2 separate regions of the Mus musculus genome follow, and region 1 is linked to region 2. A link is a contact called in public HiChIP or PLAC-seq data. All regions are on one chromosome and are shown on one strand. The core of a region is the stretch at or near the end of the contact, and the rest is flanking DNA. Distances in the headings are between cores, read along the strand shown.

What was found. HiChIP or PLAC-seq counts read pairs in DNA pulled down with a chosen protein or histone mark.
Region 1: an H3K4me3 HiChIP or PLAC-seq map of bone marrow-derived macrophages shows a contact between it and region 2, with 5 times the contacts expected there. The contact joins the enhancer-like site here to the promoter of Abca1 in region 2. A contact is called at or near these places in 2 of 39 promoter capture datasets (embryonic stem cells and liver), 5 of 484 Hi-C or Micro-C datasets (the HL-1 cell line, bone marrow-derived macrophages, centroblasts and 2 more), 5 of 115 datasets of contacts at active chromatin or transcription factors (the NIH/3T3 cell line, bone marrow-derived macrophages, embryonic stem cells and 1 more) and 3 of 9 other capture datasets (adipose tissue, embryonic stem cells and macrophages).

The regions. Positions count from the first base shown.
Region 1 is chr4:53,407,145-53,411,169 of GRCm38.p6, forward strand. No RefSeq gene overlaps it. Among named protein-coding and RNA genes, the nearest start is that of Gm12496, 5.3 kb to the left of the region's middle. Within about 2 kb of position 2,612, at least 73 of the 459 cell types and tissues checked have an H3K27ac peak or open chromatin away from gene starts, as enhancers often do. A contact at or near this core is called in the HL-1 cell line, the NIH/3T3 cell line, adipose tissue and 2 more, where this site is marked.
Region 2 is chr4:53,158,312-53,161,954 of GRCm38.p6, forward strand. It overlaps Abca1 (ATP-binding cassette, sub-family A (ABC1), member 1), which reads right to left and starts at 1,584. Exons shown (of 50, transcript NM_013454.3): 1 at 1,365-1,584.

The DNA of each region.
Region 1 (4,025 bases), core at 1,362-3,861, 250 kb after region 2:
CAGAAGTCCTGAGTTCAATTTCCAGCAAAATATGGTGGCTCTCAACCATCTGTAATGGGATCTGATTCCTCTTCTAGTGTGCAGATATACATGAAGTTAGAACACTCATTCATTCATATATATATAAAGAGAACCTGTCGTGCTTTCATGGGACAATCAAGATGTTCTGAACTGACTGAAGCTGAATTGGCCACTCACCCACTGCCCAGTTTGTAGGATAAATATCAGTAGTGTCCAGGGGTTAAAAAGTACGTTGGGACACACATTTGGTGTGTTAGAACTTCCATATCAGGTGGGTTCCTCACAAAAATCAGGCAAAGCTACAAAAGTTCCCTAGTCATATGGAACCATAACTGTCCCACATCTGGCTCTGGAGGCATTGGAGAAGGCAGGCACGTTCTCTACCTTGGACACTATAAGTGACAGAAAAGGCCTTCTAAAGAGTGTCTAAGGATTTTACAAGGGTAATGTAGGATCAGCCCACTTTCTACAGGGTCAAGTCATAGTCTCTGTTGAACAGAGGAGAACAAGAGCTTTCCTATCAAGGCTGACCTGTGAGCTTGTTAGATTAGTATGCTTTCCCCACCCCCCCAGCCCCCATGCAAGAAAAGTGGAGCATCAACCTTTCTAGCCAGCTGTCTTAGTCAGGGTGTCTATACCTGCACAAACATCATGACCAAGAAGCAATTTGGGGAGGAAAGGGTTTATTCAGCTTACACTTCCATGTTGCTATTCATCATCAAAGGAAGTCAGGACTGGAACTCAAGCAGGTCAGGAAGCAGGAGCTGATGCAGAGGCCATGGAGGAATGTTTCTTACTGGCTGGCTTCCACTGGCTTGCTCAGCTTGCTTTCTTATAGAACCCAAGACTACCAGCCCAGGGATGGTACCACCCACAAGGGGCCTTTCCCCCTTGATCACTAATTGAGAAAATGCCTTACAGCTGGATCTCGTGGAGGCATTTCCCTAAATGAAGCTCCTTTCTCTGTGATAACTCCAGCCTGTGTCAAGTTGACATACAAAACCAGTCAGTACACCAGCCATGTCTTGAAACAGTCACATCTTTGCCATTCAACAGATGCCATCCATCTCTCTAAGGACTGGAGAGATGGCTCAGTAGTTAGGATCACTGGACTCTTGCAGAGGACCTGAGTTCAATTCCCAGCTTACAACCATCTATAACTCCAGGACAAGAGATCCAACACCTACTTCTGGCCTCTGCAGTTACGGCATGCAAATATATGTGGTTCACAATATAGATGCAGACAACACACACCTACACATAAAATAAAACATTTTAAATCTTAAACAATCTATCTCTAACATTTCTCCTACTGGCTGAAACCCTCATAGAGGAGTGTGATAAAGATTTTAAAATGTTTTATAGCCATCTTTGGGGTTTCAATTACCAGTGAGAGAACTTCTAGAGCTACCTAATTGTCCTGTGGAGTGTATTAAAGTATTCTTGAACATATATGTATCATAATTAAAAACAAAAGCATTTCAAATATAGGCAGTATTGAATAGTCATGCAAAATTATATTTGTTTCAAGGTGGGATAGGAGTTGTGTAAGGTGAAGTGCAGAAGTCCCCTTTCAGTGGAAGAGACATGAGCAGGAATTCAAGAGAAGCTGGGCAGAAAGGAGGGGAAGCACAGATGTCCCTGGGGCTGTGAAGTCACTGCTGATGCCAACCTGTGCTTAAACACAAAGTGGCTTGTGTTTGTTTTCCTGTTTGGGGCTGTTCCACCATCTCTGGGCTTACAAGAACTAATTTTAACCCTCCTCCTGTAACACCGTACTTTAGATAGGATCGTTTATTCTCCCGCTGTCAGCACAAATGTAAAAATTAGGAACACACCTGACTGCACCTGTACTTACCCACTCGCAGCCACAATTAGCCGCAAGCATCCTCCAAAAATGGCAAAAGCCGTTAAGCCTGCCTGCAATTAAGTAATTGTGGGCATCATTAGTTGCGTTGTTAGTTGCATGAGTAACTTTTGTGGTCGCCATGGCTACCCCCTGATACAAAATTACCTGCCTGACAAGGGAGCACTAGAGATAAACCCATCCCCTTTCTCCTTTTCCAATTTTGTGAAAATTGTGTGTGTGAGGGGGTAGGGGGTTTCCTCCCAGTTATTTCACACAAGTGGATGGGGATATATTTGCTATTTATGTCAATCCCAAAAGAAATTGTCACTCTGGGTCCTGTGTATTATCTGTTTATCTTTTTTACTGTTTTCCTGTTTCATTTGACATACAGCAAAGCAAAGCACACAGTTGTTGCCTGCCCCCCCATTCCCCACCCCCAGGAAAATAACTCACTTGTGGTATTTAGGTGACAATATAATCTTTCATTTGTATGCTCTGTCCAATAAAAATAAGTTTTCATTTCACACCATAGTTATCATTTCCCAATTTGAAAATCTGCTACAGATTTCCAGCCAGAGAGCTGACTTCCTGAAAGAACTGAAATGTTTAGATCTTTTTCTCAGAGTGTTTTAAGCTGAAAAGGAAATAGGTCTAGAGACCTAGGAAAATAGCTCCTGCTTGAAGACTGATGATCTGGGAGGCTGTCATTGAGAAATGCCTACTTAATGAATCACCAGTCTGAGAATGAATCACCGTGCTCTGTAAATCCCAAGAAGCCTGTATTCGCAGGGAAGAGCAGAACAGGGTAGAGAAATGCATATTTTATATTTACTTATATAATATGCTCAAGGGGCTCCATGTAACGCCAGTTAATCACCCCTCACTAACAGATGAGTTTCAGATTTACCCATCCCCGAGCTGAGTAGCTAGGCTCTCAGTTCCACCACAGAGCTGAGACAGAATGGAATGAATAGATGATCTTATGCTTTGATCTTCTGTCACGGGTGGAGGGAGGAAATTGACACAGGGTCTTCCATAGCCCAGGGTCTCCTGCAGTCCAGGCTGGTGTTGAATTTGCCAAGTATCTGCAGATTTGAACTCTTGATCCCATTGCCTCTGCCTTTAGGGGGCTGTGATTACAGGAGCTTAGATCTCAAATGTTCCCAGAAAGCATGTTTGTTAAAGGCTTGTCTTCAAGCTGATGGGACTATTGGGAGCTGATAGGAAATAGTGGGAAGAAGTAGTAGGGGTGTGCCCTTGAACCTTGAAGCATATACTGGGACCCAAACTCACCCTCTCTGTCTCTGTCTCTTTCTCTGTCTCTCTGTCTCTCTCTCTCTGTTTCTCTCTCTGTTTCTCTCACTATTTTTTGTTTCTGTCTCTCTCTCTGTTTCTCTCTCTCTCTCTCTCTCTCTCTCTCTCTCTCTCTCTGTCTCCCTCTCTCTCTCACTCTCTCCCTCATCCTTTCTGGCTGCCAAGAGGCAAACAGACCTCCTCTGTCATGTGGCCCCCAGCCATGCTATTCTGCCATCACAAGCCCAAAGCAACAGGACAAATGACCACAGATGACGGAAACCTCTGAAAACCATGAGCCAAAATAATTCTTCCTTTCAAGTCGTTTACCTTGGATAGCATTCACAGCAAAGCAAAATAAATACAAGTGACTGGCAGCCCACTGCTTGTTATTTGTCTACTTGTCCTAACTTACCATGGTTGAAAGGAAAGATTATATCAAGCCTTTTTGCTCTAATTTTGAGCACAGACATGAAGGTCTCTAGAGCAATGTTGTCTTGAAGATTAGTAATGATGAAAAAGATCGTTTTCTGCCATGTCTAACAAAGTAGCTGTGACGGTAGCTAGTGTAAGCTTGAAATGCAACGAGTGTGAAGAGAGCTGGATTTCCTCTTTTATTTTAGAGTGGTTATGGGGGGAGGAGCTAACACATTGCATAATGCAGCTCTAAAATGCATATGGGGGGTGGGAAGATGGCTCAGTCAGTATAGTGTTTACCTTGTGAGCATGAGGACCTGAGTTTGTTCCCAGAACCCACATAGAAATGCCAGGGGTAGTGTCACACACATTCAATCCTAGAGCTAAGGATTGGATTCTACCGGTGCACTCCCGTTTCATTCCACAGACCAACCATCCTAGCCTA
Region 2 (3,643 bases), core at 334-2,833:
GGAAGGATGTCGAAGTAAATTCTTGTTTTGTTTTGGAATGGTGATACCATTGCAGCAAATGGGGCAAACTAATTATTTCTAGTGACACTTAGTTTTCCCAAACAAACACACAAAGTCAAAAAAAAAAAAAAAAGCAAACAGTTTAATAAGTATTTCTCTCTTTTCCAGAGGTAAGTGCAGAAACCAAAACAGGCACCTATCCACAAGGTTGTCATCAGCCAACATCCCCAAGAACCTCATTGAGCAACGGTCTGGGAGTCAGGAAACAAACAAACAAACAAAAAACAAAAACAAAAAAGAAAAAAACAACAACATGAAAACATAGACTGGCTTTCTTGGCCTCGGGTTTCCTCCCAGTTTGGAAACACCAGTTTTGACCAGATTCACAGTGAAGCAAAAGGACTAGAGACTCTCACTCCGCACCAGGCCATACCTAGGCTACCCGGCCAGGAGGCGCTGCGGGCCAGTCTCCAGGGGCCACCCGCAGGCCGCCCAGCCCCCACCCCCTGGCGGCGGAGCCCGGCCCAGCACCCGAGCTGCGAGTTCTGTGCTGCCCGATGGGGTTACTTGCGGTCATTCGGCTGCACAACCTAGCCCCAGCTTCCCAATCGGTGCTCAGCCCGAAGTCTCCCCAAGGGAAGACTAGCAAAAAGCAGTAAGATGAGGGTGGATTGGGCACCCCAGTTTCGGGTTTCTGCAGACTCTCTTAAGTTTTCTGTCTTTAGAAGGAACAAAAGTGGTCTCCCACTTTGCGCCAGGGACTGCAGCCCTCCAGAGCGCAGGAAGCCTGTGGGCAGGACCCCGGAGTCGAACAAAGCCCAGAGAACTCAAGCAGCAGTAACATAAAAGACCCCGTTTAGGACACTTCCTACTAGAGTTCTTTGGAAACAAGGACATGCAGTCCCAGTCCCGGGAAGAGAACCTCCAAGTCAGAGGCCAACACAAACCAGTTAAATAATGGAGTGAGGACTCAGATGTGACACTTGTGGGCGACGGCCTACCCCGCGCCAGACAAAAGGAGACCCTTTGTAGAGGATTCCCTTCTCCCTACCCCACTGGCTGTACCCCGAGGACGTCCGGGAACCTTGGCTCACACTGCGCCCAAGAGGCGAGTCTCCGACGCCGGAGATGCTCTCGCTGGTCTCCGATTCCGGGAGACCCGAGTGCGGCAGTTCTGAGTCCCAGGGTCGACAGGGCCCGTCCCAGAACATTCTTTCCCTGTTTATGCCTCCCCTGTACTATTTGCATCCCCAGAAGTAAGGTACATGGGAGTTCGAGTCCCCCCAGTGTCCCCAAAACGGAGAGCTTCCCAACGCTTCCTTGGCCCCGAAACAAAATGCCCAAGTCACTGAAGAACCTCTTACCTGTTTTCCACTTTGCTGTTTGAGTCTGTTTTCCCTACCCCTGCACAAACCCTTCCAGAAAGGGGAAGAAAAAAGTGGGGGGAAACAGGGAGCAGAGCAGCTCCCCAAGCCGGCTGTGGTTGCGCGGGTCCCGCGGCGCCCCCTGCCCAGCTTTGCGCTGCGCCGCGGAGAGAAGTGGGCTCTGCCGGTCCCGGCCCGCTCGCTCGCCCTCGGAATTACTGGTTTTTGCCGCGACTAGTTCCTTTTATAGATTCGGCTGTGCCGAGCGCCGGGGTTACTACCGGTCAAACGCTGTTCTCTCCCTCTTTCCCCCGCCCCCTTCCCGGCCTCTGTTTATGTAGTTCAGTCACTCAGCAGAAAGCACGTGGAGACATGGCCCGCCCCTTAAACCGGCGACAGTGCGCCGCCGCAGCGGGCACTGGGGGCGCATGGTGAGAGCTTTGTGGGGCCCGCTTTCTGTAGCCCTGGCCCTGACCTGCTAGCCTTCGGGAAACGGGAAACTCCGGACTTGCGCTGAGCCAGGGACTCCACATTCCCGGCAGAGGAGGAAAGGGGAAAAGCTCGTTCTCTAAACTCCTCTTTCTGCAATTGTTTGGGGTTTTGTGGGTGTTGCTTTTTGAGTTTTGTTTGTTTTGTTTGTGTGTGTATGCCCTCTTCCTCTCTCCCTCCCGCTCTCCCTTACTCCCACTCTCCCCCCTCTCCTTTTGTTAGTTTGCTCAGCCCCCAACTTGGGAAGGAAAACTCCCCACCCCACCCCACCCCCAGATGCCAACCATTTTCGGTCTCTTCCTTTTCTTCCTTTAAAAGTCCTAGATTGGGGGAAGGGATGTGGAATGGACAGTGAATATCAGCCTATTTTGGTGTCTGCCTCAAACCTTTACATTGATTTTGAAGAGAAGATCTCTACCTTCCAGGGACCTAGTCTGCACCTTCTACACACACACACACACACACACACACACACACACACACACACACACACCTTCCAGGGACCTAGTCTGCACCTTCTACACACACACACACACACACACACACACACTCCACTAGTAATAGGTACCTATAAGCCACAAGGGGCAGCTGTGGTCACAAGAGTGGGTTTTGATGATGTCAAACGACCAAAGTTAGATAAAGTTTTTCTGCCTCTATTTTATTTGTTTTAATTGAGACAGAGTCTCATGTAGTCTGCTCATAAACTCAATAACCTTGAATTCCTAATCCTCTTGCCTCCCAAGGCCTAAAATTACAGGAACAGAGTACCACACCCACATTTGTACAGTGCGGAGAGATGGAACCCAGCCTCTTGCATAGCAGGCAAGCATTCAGCCAGCTGAGAGCTACATCCTTGGCCCTTGCTTCCTGTCTCTCAAGAGAGAACGTTCTCTCTGCCTCAGAGTTTTCTGAAAATGAATTTCGTTGGAACTTTTGAAGTCCTCGGAAGAAGAGTGCCAACACCAGAATCCTACTGACTGAACATCAGTGCCAATCTCTAGTGACATCCATACCCTATAAACCATTTCCTATGCCAGACTTTTAAAAGTCCAGCACTGGCAAAGAATTTAAAATAATATGTGTGACCATCTGTGTACAAAGGAAAACGCCTAAGGGGAAAGGATCGTTCTTTGCATGATTTTAGGAGATTAAGTCTTTATGCAGCTTCCCTCATTTCCCCCATATCTCCTAGCACCTAAAATACACACACACACACACACACACACACACATTCTTTTTGTACTTTGAAGAATTTGGTTCCCAAGAGTACTCCTACTAAATTCTGTTCCCAGCATCCACTTGCTGCTTTACAACCATCTGTAACTCCAGTTACAGGAGAGCTGACACAGTCTTCTGGCCTCCATAAGCACCAGGTGTGTACGTGGTGCACACATGTGCACATAAGTAAAACACTCATGTACATAAATAAATCTCTCTCTTTTTTACCCTAAAAATAAAAGCTAACTTCTTGGGTTTCTCTAAAAGAGCGTAGGTGACATGTAAGTGCTACCCAAATCAGGTAGTTAGGAGGCAGAGAAAGAAGAAAGGGTGGGAAGAAAGAAGCCCCGGGCAGAGCATCCTGGAATCCTCACTATATGAAGGCAATGACCCTGAAATCCAACTTGCAGTGTTTAACTAGGAAGCCCTGTAGGGTTAGGAATCTGCCCCTATTCAACTCTCACTGCAATAAATGCACAAATACACTGCAGTGTTGGCAGTATGTGTATGCATGTTGTAAATCTCTACCCTTCGACACCTACAGAGGCCAAATGCTTCATCCAGGTTACACC